Linked DNA regions of Mus musculus: region 2 is linked to region 1. A link is a contact called in public promoter capture Hi-C data. All regions are on one chromosome and are shown on one strand. Each heading gives the region's core, a stretch centred on a gene start, on an enhancer-like site or on the middle of the called end of the contact. The rest is flanking DNA. Distances are from core to core; before and after follow the strand shown.

Evidence for each region. Promoter capture Hi-C pulls out the DNA fragments that hold promoters and counts their contacts.
Region 2: a contact with region 1 is called in a promoter capture Hi-C map of the C10 cell line, with 5 times the contacts expected there. The contact joins the promoter of Cibar2 here to the promoter of Taf1c in region 1. A contact is called at or near these places in 1 of 39 promoter capture datasets (the C10 cell line) and 1 of 115 datasets of contacts at active chromatin or transcription factors (microglia).

Annotation. Positions count from the first base shown.
Region 1 is chr8:119,599,844-119,606,521 of GRCm38.p6, reverse strand. Taf1c (TATA-box binding protein associated factor, RNA polymerase I, C) reads left to right here and starts at 1,316. Exons shown (of 15, transcript NM_021441.3): 1 at 1,316-1,387; 2 at 2,144-2,282; 3 at 3,057-3,141; 4 at 3,275-3,372; 5 at 3,443-3,532; 6 at 3,618-3,691; 7 at 4,742-4,980; 8 at 5,090-5,206; 9 at 5,294-5,411; 10 at 5,500-5,571; 11 at 5,726-5,861; 12 at 5,951-6,088; 13 at 6,532-6,678. The coding sequence starts at 2,145. It also overlaps the pseudogene Rps13-ps4.
Region 2 is chr8:120,175,944-120,182,716 of GRCm38.p6, reverse strand. It overlaps Cibar2 (CBY1 interacting BAR domain containing 2), which reads left to right and starts at 5,248. Exons shown (of 9, transcript NM_001033980.2): 1 at 5,248-5,403. The coding sequence starts at 5,384.

The DNA.
Region 1 (6,678 bases), core at 67-2,566:
TTAAAAAAAATTATTTATTTATTTATTATATGCAAGTACACTGTAGCTGTCTTCAGAGGCACCAGTAGAGGGCATCAAACCCCATTACAGATGGTTGTGAGCCACCATGTGGTTGCTGGAATTTGAACTCAGGACTTTGGGAAGAGCTGTCAGTGCTCTTAACCGCTGAGCCATCTCTCCAGCCCTGTGAGGGATTTTCTTAATCAGATTATTTGAAGGAGGAAGAGCCATCCTAAATCACCTTCTGGTGGCAGCCCAGATAAAAGAAATGGAAAAAGAAACCATGATTTGTGCCTGCTGGACCTCACCCTCACCGGCAAAACCATTTATTTTATGGCATTGCTGAAGTTTTCCTTTCAGTATTCAAATCAATTTCTTTAGGATTCCAACAGAGACTGAAGCTCGGCGGCTCTTTAGGAATGGCCCAGGACTACAGCACCAGATCAGAACTGCTGAGACAACCAGCCTCGTGGACGGAACAGTACCAAATTCTCCTTGCCATTTCTGTCATAAGACAGCTATTATTGAACTACGCAGATCACAGCCTGTAAGCCGGTCTAATAAAATCTCCTCTATTCCATACTCATTCAATCAGTTCTGTTCCTTTAGAGATCCCTTAATAAACTCAGGAACACAGATTTTTCTCCCTGAATAACTTGCTCCACCATGAAGACCGATTTATGAAGTTCTGATAATTACAGGACAAAGGAAAGTCAAACCCAAAGAAGTCGTCAAACACATTGGCGGGAATGTCATGTAGGTAGGTTGCAGTGACGCAGGAGAATCTGTTCCTTGTCTCGATTCTATCTGAAGATATTCTTAGCCTCCAGGCGATGGAAAGCAAGTGGTCAGCAGAGCCACGCGTCCTAAGTTTTACGCGATAGTGTCAGGACCAAGGCAACTTACAGGCAGAGCCCAGGACTCGCTGCATGCGAGCGAGTTTGAACAGATCCCCCAAAACTCGCAGGTGCACACACAAGGAATATTAGCTTGAGAATGACAAGCTAATATTCCCTCCTGGCCCCTGTTAAAGCCACACATGCACCCAGAGGTGTCTATGAAGCGGATTCTAGGACTTGTGGGTAATAAATACAGTGCGTGGCTCATCGGAGGTGCTCACTTGTTCGTTGAGAGGATCAATTCAAGCTTCTCAACACTTTTGTGAAATAGGATGGAAATTTCATAGCTTAGGCGCCACGACCATGCATATTGGCCCTCAGCTCTGCAGGTGGCGCTGGAGGACTCGGTTAGATGATCTGGGGGCGGGACTTCCTGTTTCTCGGGCGAACTTCCGGCCTGATCCGGAAAACAGTTTAGTCTGCTCCAACAGTTGTGGGTGGCGGCGTTGAGGTTCGGCACTCTGGCTCCTTTGCGGCCCCGGGGTCAGGTGAGGCTGTTGCGGGAATGCTGAGAGCACGTGGCAGACCACGTGGCTATAGAGACTGGTCGATTACAGCGCTGAGGCTCGTCCTAGATGCTGGCCACGAGGGAGGGCGGTCCGGGAACACTTGTGGTTACTACACACCGGTTTTCAGTTCAGACTCTAAATTCAGCGCCTTCACGTCTTGTCCAGCGGGTACTAGTGCTCTGCTGGTGCTCTTATTGCGGATGTTAGATTTAATTTTTACTAAAAATGAGGGCTGACTTGACAGTTACTGCTTCTAAAGAGTTCCTGCATTTATTCAGCCCACGGGCATTTTCGGAGAAGCCTGTGTTTGGCAGTGGGGAAGCAGGAATAGTACGCAGCCCATGTCCACAGAGGGGTGGAAGAAAGTCAGCCTGCTACTGTCATGCGCAGCGCGTTGATGAACGCTCAGCCTTCATCGGCATCACTTGGTCCTCCACACTCTCCCCTTTGTATATTCTGTGGTTGCTTATCTCTTTGGCACTTTACCTGCCACGAGGCCTTTTGCGATCACTTTCTCCCCAGCCCCTCTTCCAAGGTGTGAGCAGAGATATCTGTCTGGCTGCCCTCAAGAGAGTGAGCAGTCCTTGGGCAGCCCTGCTGACGCGCTGGCATTAGGCATAGTCTGGTCTTTATCTGCTACCTTGTAGTGGTCTCCCCTACTGTGTTCTGAGAACCCTGGTGCACTGTTGAGACTCCTAATGAAGGCGTGTGTAACGTTAGATACATTCTCTCCAGGATGGACTTCCCTGGCACCCTGCGCCCTTCATTGTTTAAGGCCGGTCCACTTGGCATGACTGATGGCCCTGACCTGTCCTTCATGTGCAGCTGGAGAGATGCACTGACCCTGCCAGGGTCCCAGCCACAGAACTGCAAGGTGAGGATGGAAATAGGGTCCTTTCCTTGGTCTGTTCCTCCTCCTTGCTCACTTATTGGGAAAAGAGGTCTAGGCAGCTGCTACTTGAGCTGCGCACCGGTTGCCCTGCTGTCCAGACAGTGTCTCTCAACAGAGGCTGTGGCTCCTCTTTCCTCGCTCCCTCTCCCTGGGTTCAGCAGGTGTTTATGTGTTGGGGTCCTTACAGGCCCAGGAGCCCAGCATGAGGAAGTCAGGCAACCCCACCTAAGGGACTTCCAGTTATGGTGAGAGACTGTACACCAACGGGCAGACCTTTTATAGTGTGGCCTTGACTTGCCTGAATTAGTGGAATGCCAGGGGCAGGATTTCTGCTCTTGGGAGGTCCATCTCTAGCAGCCTTGTATTGAGTACATTGAGGAGAGCATGTCAAAGAGAGGGTGTTGGGGGAGGGGAGTTCTTGGTCCTTGGGACAAGGGTGCCCACTGAATGGCAGGACTCAGAGGAGATAGCTGAGGAAGTTGGAGCTCATTGGGTTGTGGGTAGGCAGTCATGACTTAGGCGCTTCCTTTGAAAGCTGCTGTGAATGAAGTTTAGAATTCAGTTCAGACTCTGGAGTCGGTTGCCTGGGTTCAAGTCCATGCCTGTTTGTTGCTTCTGTCACCTAGGGCGGCAGCCTCATGCTTCAGGGTTCCTCATTAGCGAAGTGACCACCTTTTCACATTTGTCCCGAGGACTGAGTTAGTTAATTGGCAGGGATTGCACACCTGTCATGTTATTGCTGCCCCGTTTCCCTAGGATCCGACCTTGTCCTTTGCCAAGAACCTACTGTGGGAGCCATCGACGCCAGGACCCCTCCCCCTCCTGATGCCTCCTGATCCTGGTAAGAGTCTCTCTCCTTTTGGGCCCCCTCCAAGGACCTCAGCCATCACACGCACAAGGGGAACCTCAGACCTCCAGGGGTATCCTGTCCCCATTCCTTCTCAGGTTCTTCTCTGATCTCCTTCTCCCCTTAGATCCCTGGGACCCTGGTGTGACAGCTCAGGACTTCCTTTTCCGGGGAGGTCACTGCTACCAGTACCAGTCTCAGGCTGTGCTGGATGTCACTGAGCAGGTAAGTGTCCCTGGGTGAGACTGGTTCTCAGCGCCTGTGCTATGCTGACTCACACAGCTGTTCCCTCCAGCTCAGCCGCTTCCTGTGGGACCATGGGGACATAGCCTTCGCACCCCTGGGGAGACTCATGCTGGAGAACTTCAGATTGGAGGGGAACCGGGTAAGGAGCCGCCACCACCGGGTGGATGGTCAGCCGCCTCCCTGGTGAGACCCAAGGGTACCAACCTGACAGCCCTTCCCTGCAGGGCTACTCGAAAAAGATGACTATAGTCAGCGCGAAGAAGCTGCTTCAGGACCTCGGCGGACACCAACCCTGGGGGCAAGTAGCCAATGAGAGAGCAGCCATGGACTGGCCTGCCGTGAGATGTGGAAGGACCTGGGACACTGACCAGGTTTTCGTCATAGTGGCTTTTCCAGCCCCACACAGTCCTGAGCCATGAGTTCACAAAATCCCCGGCAGCGTAAGGGAAAAGCAGATTGGTCATTGGTAAACCTTAGGCGTGGGCTGCCAGACCTCCACCATCATGGGTCGCATGCACGCTCCCGGGAAGGGCCTGTCCCAGTCGGCGCTGCCCTACCGCCGTAGCGTCCCCACGTGGCTGAAGTTGACGTCTGACGACGTGAAGGAAAAGATTTACAAATTGCCCAAGAAAGGCCTGACTCCCTCCCAGATAGGTGTAATCCTGAGGGACTCACACGGGGTGGCCCAGGTCCGTTTTGTGACTGGAAATAAAATCTTGAGAATCCTCAAGTCCAAAGGCCTTGCCCCTGACCTCCCCGAGGATCTCTACCATTTGATTAAGAAAGCTGTTGCTGTCCGAAAGCACCTTGAGAGGAACAGAAAGGATAAGGATGCTAAATTCCGCCTGATTCTGATAGAGAGCAGAATTCACCGATTGGCTCGATACTATAAGACTAAGCGGGTGCTCCCACCCAATTGGAAATATGAGTCATCCACAGCCTCTGCTCTAGTGGCATAAACGCTGTTGTGTGCACAAGCAATAAAATCACTTTGAGTAAAAAAAAAAAAAAAAAAAAAAAAAAAACCTTAGGCGTGGCTACATCCAGGTGTTCGGAGTGTTGACAGGGCTCTCTCGTCCACTTCCATCCCTCTGTTTGACCTGACTCAAGCAGCAACAGGATGGCTACTTGTTCCAAGGGAAGAGTCAGTTTCCGAGCTACCACACAACCCCCAGAAGTCTATGGTTGCCTTGACTGGGAACATCTGCGAGGCACTTGCTAGGAGGCACCGAGATATTCAAGGTTTGGGGTCCAGGAACAGGGAAGGGTATATTCTAGGCAGCTAAGGAAGAGGTTCTCTGCGTGTCCTTCACTGTCCCAGTGTTATCCTCTGCTGCTCTGTCCCTAGGTGTCCCTGGGCTTCCCTCAGCCGCCGGCTGCGTCGCTTCTCCATCGTTGGGGGTCCTGTCCTGAGCAGGTCAGTGTCACTACTCATGGGGAAGCTACTGCATGAAGAGCTGGCCATGCGCTGGGAGCAGCTGCTGATGGATGAGGCCTTCACCGGGGGCGCGTTGGCCTGGCTGCCCGGAAGGACAGCGCGGGCCGGACAGCTGGTCTACCCTAGTGGAGGTGCCTTGGACAAGCTGTGTATCCTTTCTCACTTGGTGGGGATGCTGACACCATCCACAGGGTGGGCCAGGAAAAGAGTGAGCCGGGGCAACCAGAATCTACCCCCAGTCCTTAATCAGGGGCTCAGATTTCCAGGAGGTCAGTGTGACTTCAGGTGGCAACCCCCGGATCCTTGAGAACCCTGGGCACGTCCAGCTGCGGGGACCTGTACGGCAGGTGGTGACCAGCACCGTCCAGGGAGAAAGTAAGATTTCTTCACTCCCTCTTCCTTGTGCAACCATCACCCTCCTACACACACACTCCGCAGGCCTGACCTCCCTGTCCCCCCCAGCGCTTCTGGCCGTCCGCTCTGACTATCACTGTGCCACGTGGAAGATTGATAAGCAGGGGCCACCAGCACTCCTGCAGGTGATGCAGGTGGAGAAAGGGGCCACTGGTATTAGCCTCAGGTAAAGGATGTGGGCTTCCCGGTGCGGACAAGGGTCTGGGAGAAGGGCTGCATTGCTGGCTGATAATGCAGCACCCTGTGCTCTGTAGCCCTCACCTGTCAGGAGAGCTGGCCATCTGCAGCCGTTCCGGAGCTGTTTGTCTGTGGACCCCACAAGCTGGGTAACTACTCTTCCCCAAACCTTCCGTTCTAAAGCAGAACCGCGGCCTTCCGCTCCATGGCCCTAGTCTCCCTTCCCTCTAGCCCAGCCCCTCAACACCCTTGCGCCCCCAGCCCCCACCAGGCCCACACTCATGGCCTGCCTTCCTCCTCAAGGCTGCAGACGATCTACAAGGACACCGAGACGCTTGCCTTCCGTGATCCGTCTCCCTGGCGCTGGGCAGACTTCACTGCCCACCCCCGGGTGCTGACTGTGGGGGACCGCACGGGTGTGAAAATGGTTGACATTCAGGTATCGGTTGAGAGGGTGAGGAGAAGCAGGAGGCGGGAGGCCCATCTCCAGCCTGAAGACTCAGGCTGAGCATGCTGTCCTTCGTCTAGGGCCCACCGGGCTGTGGGCTGCTGCTGTTCCGCGCTGGAGCAGAGGCTGCCTGCCAGAAAGGAGAGCGGGTGCTGCTTGCCCAGTACCTAGGGCAGCCAGGTCAGACCCCTCCATCTCTGCATCTCATCTGCACCCAGGTGAGCGGCAGCCTTCTTTCTCCTTGGGCTCTGATCCAGGCTTCACCAGAGCTTCGGCCAGCAGGCCTGAGGCACAGCCACAGGAACCCAGGAATGATGGGTCCCCGTGCAGGTGGTCTCCCTAGAGGCAGGTGGAATGGGTCATCTGCAAACCTAGATCAGGAGCTGGGAGGCAGCAGAGGTTGACTCTGGCTCAGGACCCCAGTTGGTGCAAGTGTCTACTGTTGGGAGTGTAGGGATGGATGTCAGGGACTTCTGAGAACCCAGCCCAGAAAATACATGTTTTAGGTTGGGTAGGCCAAGTTGGGCGGGACTTGAAGGCTGGTGGGGGTGCCGTCTGTCCTCTGGGTGTTGGGCACCTCCTGCAGGCTGTGTGGCCTGGAGAGGGTTATTGGAGGCTGGTACCAGGTATCCACTAGTCTCACCTTTCTCTTCTTCCTCAGTTCTCGATCTACCTGATGGATGAGCGCCTCCCCCTGGTGCCCATGCTTAAGTGGGACCATGGCTTGCCATCTGCTCCCCTGCTTGCCCGCCTGCTACCCCCAGCTAGCCCTGGCCATCCACGGCCCCTGCTACTGGGGGGCCAGGGT
Region 2 (6,773 bases), core at 3,999-6,498, 570 kb before region 1:
GGCAGGAGGATTTTGAGTTTTAGGCTAGTCTGGGCTATAGAGTATTTGAGACCAGTCCTACACAGTGCCCGGGGAAAGGCAGGCACACAGGTGCCCTGCATGTTGCTGTTCCAGGCTGAGGGCAGGGCTCTGCTCAACAGCAACGCACTGAAAGAAGAAGGGGGAAGCTTCCCAATGCGTCATCGCGTCAGCCACAGCTGCCCCTCACTGCTTGAAGAGCTAAAGACCCTTTGCTATCTGACATTCCAATACCACACCAAGTCCTATAGCCAGGGACATTTCTAAGCTCTGACAATCAGTTATTAGCCTGCTGTCCGGGCTCCATCCTCTGAGATAAAAATTGGCCCTGGGATACACAGAGTAAGGTCAGGACGCTGGTGTGCTGTGGTGGCTGTGGCCCTGGTCCCAGGTCCTAGGTGTCATTGAACCTAGCAGGGTGAATTGCTCCCCTAGTGGACTAGCCAACCCAGCCAGTGAGGAAGAGACCCAGCCACAGGGCATTTGCAGTTCAAAGGATAAACATGTCTAAAGCCACAGGATGGGAGATGTTCCCTGTGTAGCCAGGCCTCAGGGAGGTCACACTTTGTTCCCTCAGAACAGGTGGCTTGGACAGTAGCCTCTGCAGCAGCCACCTGAGTCAGTGGACCTTGTCTTGGGCACTGTCCCACGTTTCCTGCCCAAGCTGGCTACACTCCAGCTCCAGCTTTGGGACACAGGGAGAGGGATCAAAGATGCCACCATGCAGTGTCATGGACAGAGCAGGGGCTGTCCCCAGGCCTATCTGAGTGCCGTGCACTGTCCATTTCTCTGAGGGAAGAGTGGCATCTGATCAGTCCCATTTCACAGATGACAAAACTGAGGCCCATAGACAGTGCTGGCCACAGTCTCCAGTTGTGAGGCAATAGATCTGGAATTTAATTTTTTAAATTACATTTATTCATTGTATGTGTGTTGGGTTGCATACACACCACAGAAGATAACTTGTGGGAGTTGGTTCTCTCCTTCCATATTGGTTAGGGCTACAGATCAGAGCTCAGGTCACTGTGCTTGGCTGCAAGCTCCTCTGTCCACTGAGCCATCTCATTAGCTCCAGAGCTGGGATTAAGACCAAGCAGTTTGGCTGTGAGGTCCTCAAGTGAGCAGGTGGCAACTGAGCTCCAGGATAGACTCGGAGGTTGCCATGTATCCTTGTGAGCTTCAGCCTTGACCTCGTGGATGCTCTGTCATCCCAGAACTATGGTGGCTTGCTTGCCCAATAGTTATGGCCAGCTTTCAGCTACACCCTGGGTAGAGGCTTTCCCCTGCTCAGTTCTGGGACTCACAGAAGGGTGCTGATTTTGTGTGGTACCAAGTGGGGCCCCTGTTTGTTTCGCCACTGGACAATGACAGAACCCCAGGCTTCTGTGTGTCCCATGAGAGCGAGTTCTACTTCTGAGCCACGGGTCATATTTACACATTGCACACAGCCTGTCGTTGTATATTTAAAGGTGAGAAGATCAGAGGTTCCAGGTCATCCTTAGCTACATAGTGAGGTCGAGATCAGCCTGGCAAACCTGAGAAAGCCCCACAGTCACCACCCCCTGCCAGCAGGGGAGAGCCACGGGGCCAACCTGGACCAAGCAAGAGCCTGGCGTGCTTCCATGCAGCACTTGGAAACTGAGGCAAGAGGATCTCAGGCTCCAGGGTCAGCCTGGGCTACAGAGGAAGACCCTGTCTAACACATACCAGCACCAGGGAAGACACTGTGAGCTCACACAGTAGGGCCTCCTGTGTGGGAAGTTCTGTATATCCCACCTCTTTCCTGCCCTGCCCCTGGCTGTGGAGGAATGCCCCGACACTGGGCAGTGTATACAGTCGTGGCTCTGGCCCTCTGACCTCATTCTGAGAAATTGGTCTCAGCATATGATCAGGGAGTTGCCATGGAGACCTTCCCCCTTTATGGCGCCTCTGGAGAAAGATTGAAGCCAGTGTAACTGTTTGGAGCATCTTGCCTGCTGGCCTCTCCTCCTGCTTTCCCAGACAGAATGTTCTCGGAGGGAACACAGTGCCACGTGTCTGTTGTTCTTTCACAGACATGGCCCAAGTGCCTGGTGATTGATGGCTGTGCACACAGTAGGCACTTAGTTTATATTCCTCCAGTGACAGATCACATCCGAGCATATGGTCTGGGATGGACCAGTATTCAGCCGTCATTCACAAGGATCCAGATGGCAAGTGTGTACATCACACAGCCTGGTGTCTCTCTGTCTCTCTGTCTCTCTGCCTCTCTCTCATATATATATATATTTTTTATATATATATAAAAAATGTATACAGCATCCTGCCTGTCTCTATGCCAGAAGAGGGCACCAGATCTCATTACAGATGGTTGTGAGCCACCATGTGGTTGCTGAGAATTGAACTCAGGAACTCTGGAAGAGCAGACAGTGCTCTTAACCACTGAGCCATCTCTCCAGTCCAGCCTGGTTTCTCTTGACCTGTCTATTTAAATCCTTCTTAATAGGAGGTGAGTGTGACAGCAAGATCACCTGACAGAGGGCAAGAGGTCATGTAGCAGGCACAATATGCAGGCTTTAGGAATCTGTGGATCAGTAAAAAGATGGTGGTAGGGGAGGTGACCTCTTATAACCCGTATCTCCAGGGCCAGCTCCCAGACCATTGCTCCTACTCCAGAGCCTCACAGAGCTTCCCAGAGAGGGACAGTGACTGCCCAGGTCACACAGCACACCCAAGGCCAAAGCCTAACTGAGAGGCACTTGAGCCCTCAGGTTCTGCTCAGAGTCGTCCTGGGTTTTCTGCTTGTGGACCACGGCTGGGAGTTGGCATTGGGTTTTCAACTTGAGTTTTCCCCCTCTTTTTTCCTAGTTGTTTAAGAACGTAGCTGCCAGAGACTGCCTCACAGATACCACAGGGACCCAGGAGCAAGAGGGGGACACCTGGACTGCCATGTGACATGCCCCCGGGACTGGAGGGAAAACTTCCTACAGATATGACAGGATCCCATGTAACACACATGACTGTGAGCATGGCGAATGCCAGATGGTAGCTGGGCTCCTTTCTTGGGTGGGGAGTGACCAGGATGTGTGTCCTTGCCTTCCTGAGATATAAGCTGGGCCTCATGCTATGTGTACCTGACCCACATGGCTCAGCAAGATGTGCATCTATTGTGAGAAGGGAGAGAGAGTGACAGACAGACAGACAGACAGACAGACAGACAGACAGACAGTGACAGAGAGAGAGACAGAGGGAGACAGAGAGAGGCAGAGACAGACACAGATAAAGACAGAGAAACAAGGAGAAACACGGAGACACAGAGAAAGACAGGAAAGGGACTACAGAGAACCAGACAAGGACAGAGAATATGCGCCCTCCAGTGGCCACCCTGGACAATGCGGGTTGGTGACTCTCCAGTCGGCCAACCTCCACTCTGACCCCCATGTCTTAGTTCTGCATAGCCCGAGACAGTTTTCATTTTTTCAAATTCATAAGGTTTCCAAGGATTCCAAGAGAGCCAATGACGAGACCTCGCACAGTCTGTCCTCCACACCTATGCCATACCTGTGTCTCCAGTCTCCTGTGTCCCCTCTGCAATCCCGCCACCCTAAGCAGGAGGACTGGAGTGTGGTCTCTGTCGCCCTCTGGTGGTCACAGGCTATAGTACAGGGCAGACAGGGACGAAGCTGATTAACTGGAATAGCTGGGGTCTGGAGGAAACCGATTCCTTAAGATAGAGAAGACCCCAGACAGACTGAGGCAGGGATGTAGTCGTCCACCACTGGCTATCAGAGGTGGGATTCAGTCACCTCTGCATTCCAGAAGCTGGCCATATTCTTGGGGCATTGGCATCCCTCACCCACAGACAGAAAAGCCACAGTCCGTCAATGGGTACAGGAGGCGGATTCTCTGCAGATTGGAACAGCAGCCTCTGAATGAGCCCCATCTCCCATGCCGGAGTGACTCATCTGCTCAGCCTGTCTGCTGAGACCCCGTTTCCAGTAAGGCGATGCTCTGAGACCCAGGGTGGACATGTACTTTGGGGAGACACTTTTCAATTCAGCTAACACCTCAGAAGGGAGGGATTACGGACCAGGAGACACAGAGCATCATTCAGAGAGAAAAATCACAGGACTGGCACAGCCCCGGTAGGAGTTCAGGGCCATGGCTGCCCCTAAACAGAGGGCACAGTACCGTAAAGGACACACAGAGATTTGTGTTGTCTGGGGAAACCTGTCCCTGCCCCCCAAAAGGGGAGCATAACACATGTGCCACAGAGACCCAGCACTCAGGTGTGCTCTGAGGGCTCGCTGGACAGGGGACCCGGCTCCCAGTGCCCAGCCCACCTATCTCCTCATCCCTGCCGCAGGGGCTCCAGTTCCTATTGGGCGATTGTCTAGGAGACTAGAGAGACCAGGGCTTTGCTTTCAGGCCACACAGCAGAGCTGAGGCGTGGGGTTTGAATCTGAAGCAGCTGACCGTAATGTTTCTGCCTTACTAAGTGTTTAAAACAAATCCCAGCATGATGGAGCTGGGACGCACACAAAAAAACGACCCAGTGTGACAGGCGTCCCGTGGAACTATCAATATCTTGCCTTGGGTTCTCTGCCTCCACCACCAGGCCTGCTTTGCACCTTAAGTGAAAAGGGGAGTGGGGCGGGGCGAGTGGGGCGGGGCGGGGCGGGCGGGGCGGGGCGGGGGCTGTGACCCGCAGACCTCTCAACGTGTTAGTGCTCTGACGCTGGAGTCACCTTCCCCAAGTCTAACAGTGGGAGTCGCATACTCTGGGAAGCCCAGGACTGCCTGATTCGCTAGGCACTCCTCTGAGCTGCTGCCTGTCCCCCCGCACCCCCCCCCCCCGCACTCCTTTGGTTCACCTTCTCCGCTTCCCTTTACCGTCTACTCCCCCCACCCTCAGTGACACTGGCTCCCACGCCCCGCCCACCGGGCCTTCTGCCTTGAGGGTGGAGGAGACTCTACACAGCAGGGTCCAGGGTGAAGTCCCAGGCAAGCTCCCTTCGGGGATCTCCCTGTCCGTTCCTGGTGGTTACAAGCACTTTGAACCCCCAAGAACACCATATTCAAAGGCATGTGGAGGTTCTGTGTCCCACTTCCAATTCATTTCAGAGAGTGGTTAAGCCCCAAGGCAAAGCTGGCCCTCCTCACCCCGCAGGGGAGGCCCTGGTTGCCCAGCAACCAGCTGGGCTCCTCCCAGGGCTTGCCTGGGGATGGCCCGTTGCCTGGCAACCAGGCAGCAGAGTCCCTTGAGCTTAGCCAGACCACACAGCTGGGCCCAGTACTAGCTGCCTTCTCTCTGACTAGGGGACCCCTGGGGCCCTGTCCTTATCCTCCCCAAGATCCTGGCAGCAGGTGCCTCTCTCTGTCCACAATGAACGTCGTCCTCTCCAGGTGAGCAGCCTGCGCTGCTGGGAGGGGTATGCAGGTGGGATCCTCACGTTCTGCCACATCGGGGAGGAGGGCAGGTGAGCCCCCTGCCATCCCTTCTCAAAGTGGAGGGAGGGCTTGAAGCATAGAGGTTACCAGAATGCGATCTGTCGGCCTCACCTGTGCTGCGTGAAGAGCAAGTGTAGCCACTCTCTGGTCTGTTCCCTGCTTTTGCTTGCCCCCTAGGAACCCCTCCAAAAACCCAGGCCCCAGACCTTGACACTGCTCCCTCTAATGGCCCCAGACTCCCTGTCACCTGCCCTCCCTGATTGCCTTTGAGTCTCCCTAGGACTCAGACTTCCAGTGTCCTGGATGCACCCAGAATGCTCTTTAAAAGCTGGCTTCCAGCCTTACCCACGGGGCCTGCTTGCCTGTCTAACTGTGTATGAGTGACAGCCATCCTGGAGTCTGGCCTGCTGTATGCCCTTGGGCGGGATGCTTTGCATCTCTGGGCTTTTGTTTACTTGATTAAAAAAAAAATGTCAATAGCAACCTCTTCTAGGGAAGTGTGAGCGGAGCATTTGCAAACTACAAAGTTGAAGCTCATTAGCAGGCGTGAGACAGTGCTCCTTATGGGGTCTGCCAAGTGGCCACCACTAGAGGCCACAAGAGGGGCTTGGGTTCTAGAGAAGGGAGGGCAGCAAGGGACAGGAAAGACCTGGGGCTGAGGGGAGGGGACTGTGACAGGACGCCTCAGGAGCCTCCTGTACCCTTATGAAGACTGAGCACACAGGTTGTCACTAACGCTGGCTGTGGGCAGGATGCGGGGTGTGGGAGGCGGCATGAGCCCTGGAGGTGTGTCAGAGAAGGCAAGCGTGTGGCATGCGGTGGTCAGTGGTCTGCAAAGAGCTCTGTGGAGGAGCCCAGGGCTGGTGGGAGGGAGAAGGGACCAGGCAGAGGAGTAAGGGTGATAGAGAGCCCAAGTACTCCGCAGGGAGCTTGATGGGGTCGGATGGCATCGTGTAGCATCCAGTGACAGCCATCACAGCTGTCCACAACTCCCTATCAGAGCATCCTTGGTACCAAATGGACTGCAAGATGCAAGACACTGGGAAGGGAGTATAAATTAAGTATAAATTTAATTATGAGTATAAATTAATTATGTATGTGTGTGTCTCTAACACTGTGCACACTGTGCAGAGGACAGAGGAAGACACTGGGTGTCCCCTCGATTGCTCTTGCTTATTTATTGAGACAGGATCTCTCACTGAATCAGGAGCTGGGCTGGCAGATAAAAACTCAGGCATCCTTCTGTCTCAGAGCCCCACAATGCTGGAGTTACAGGTGTATGTGGGGGCCACTCCTGACCTTTTGTCTTGTTTAAGATTGTGTGT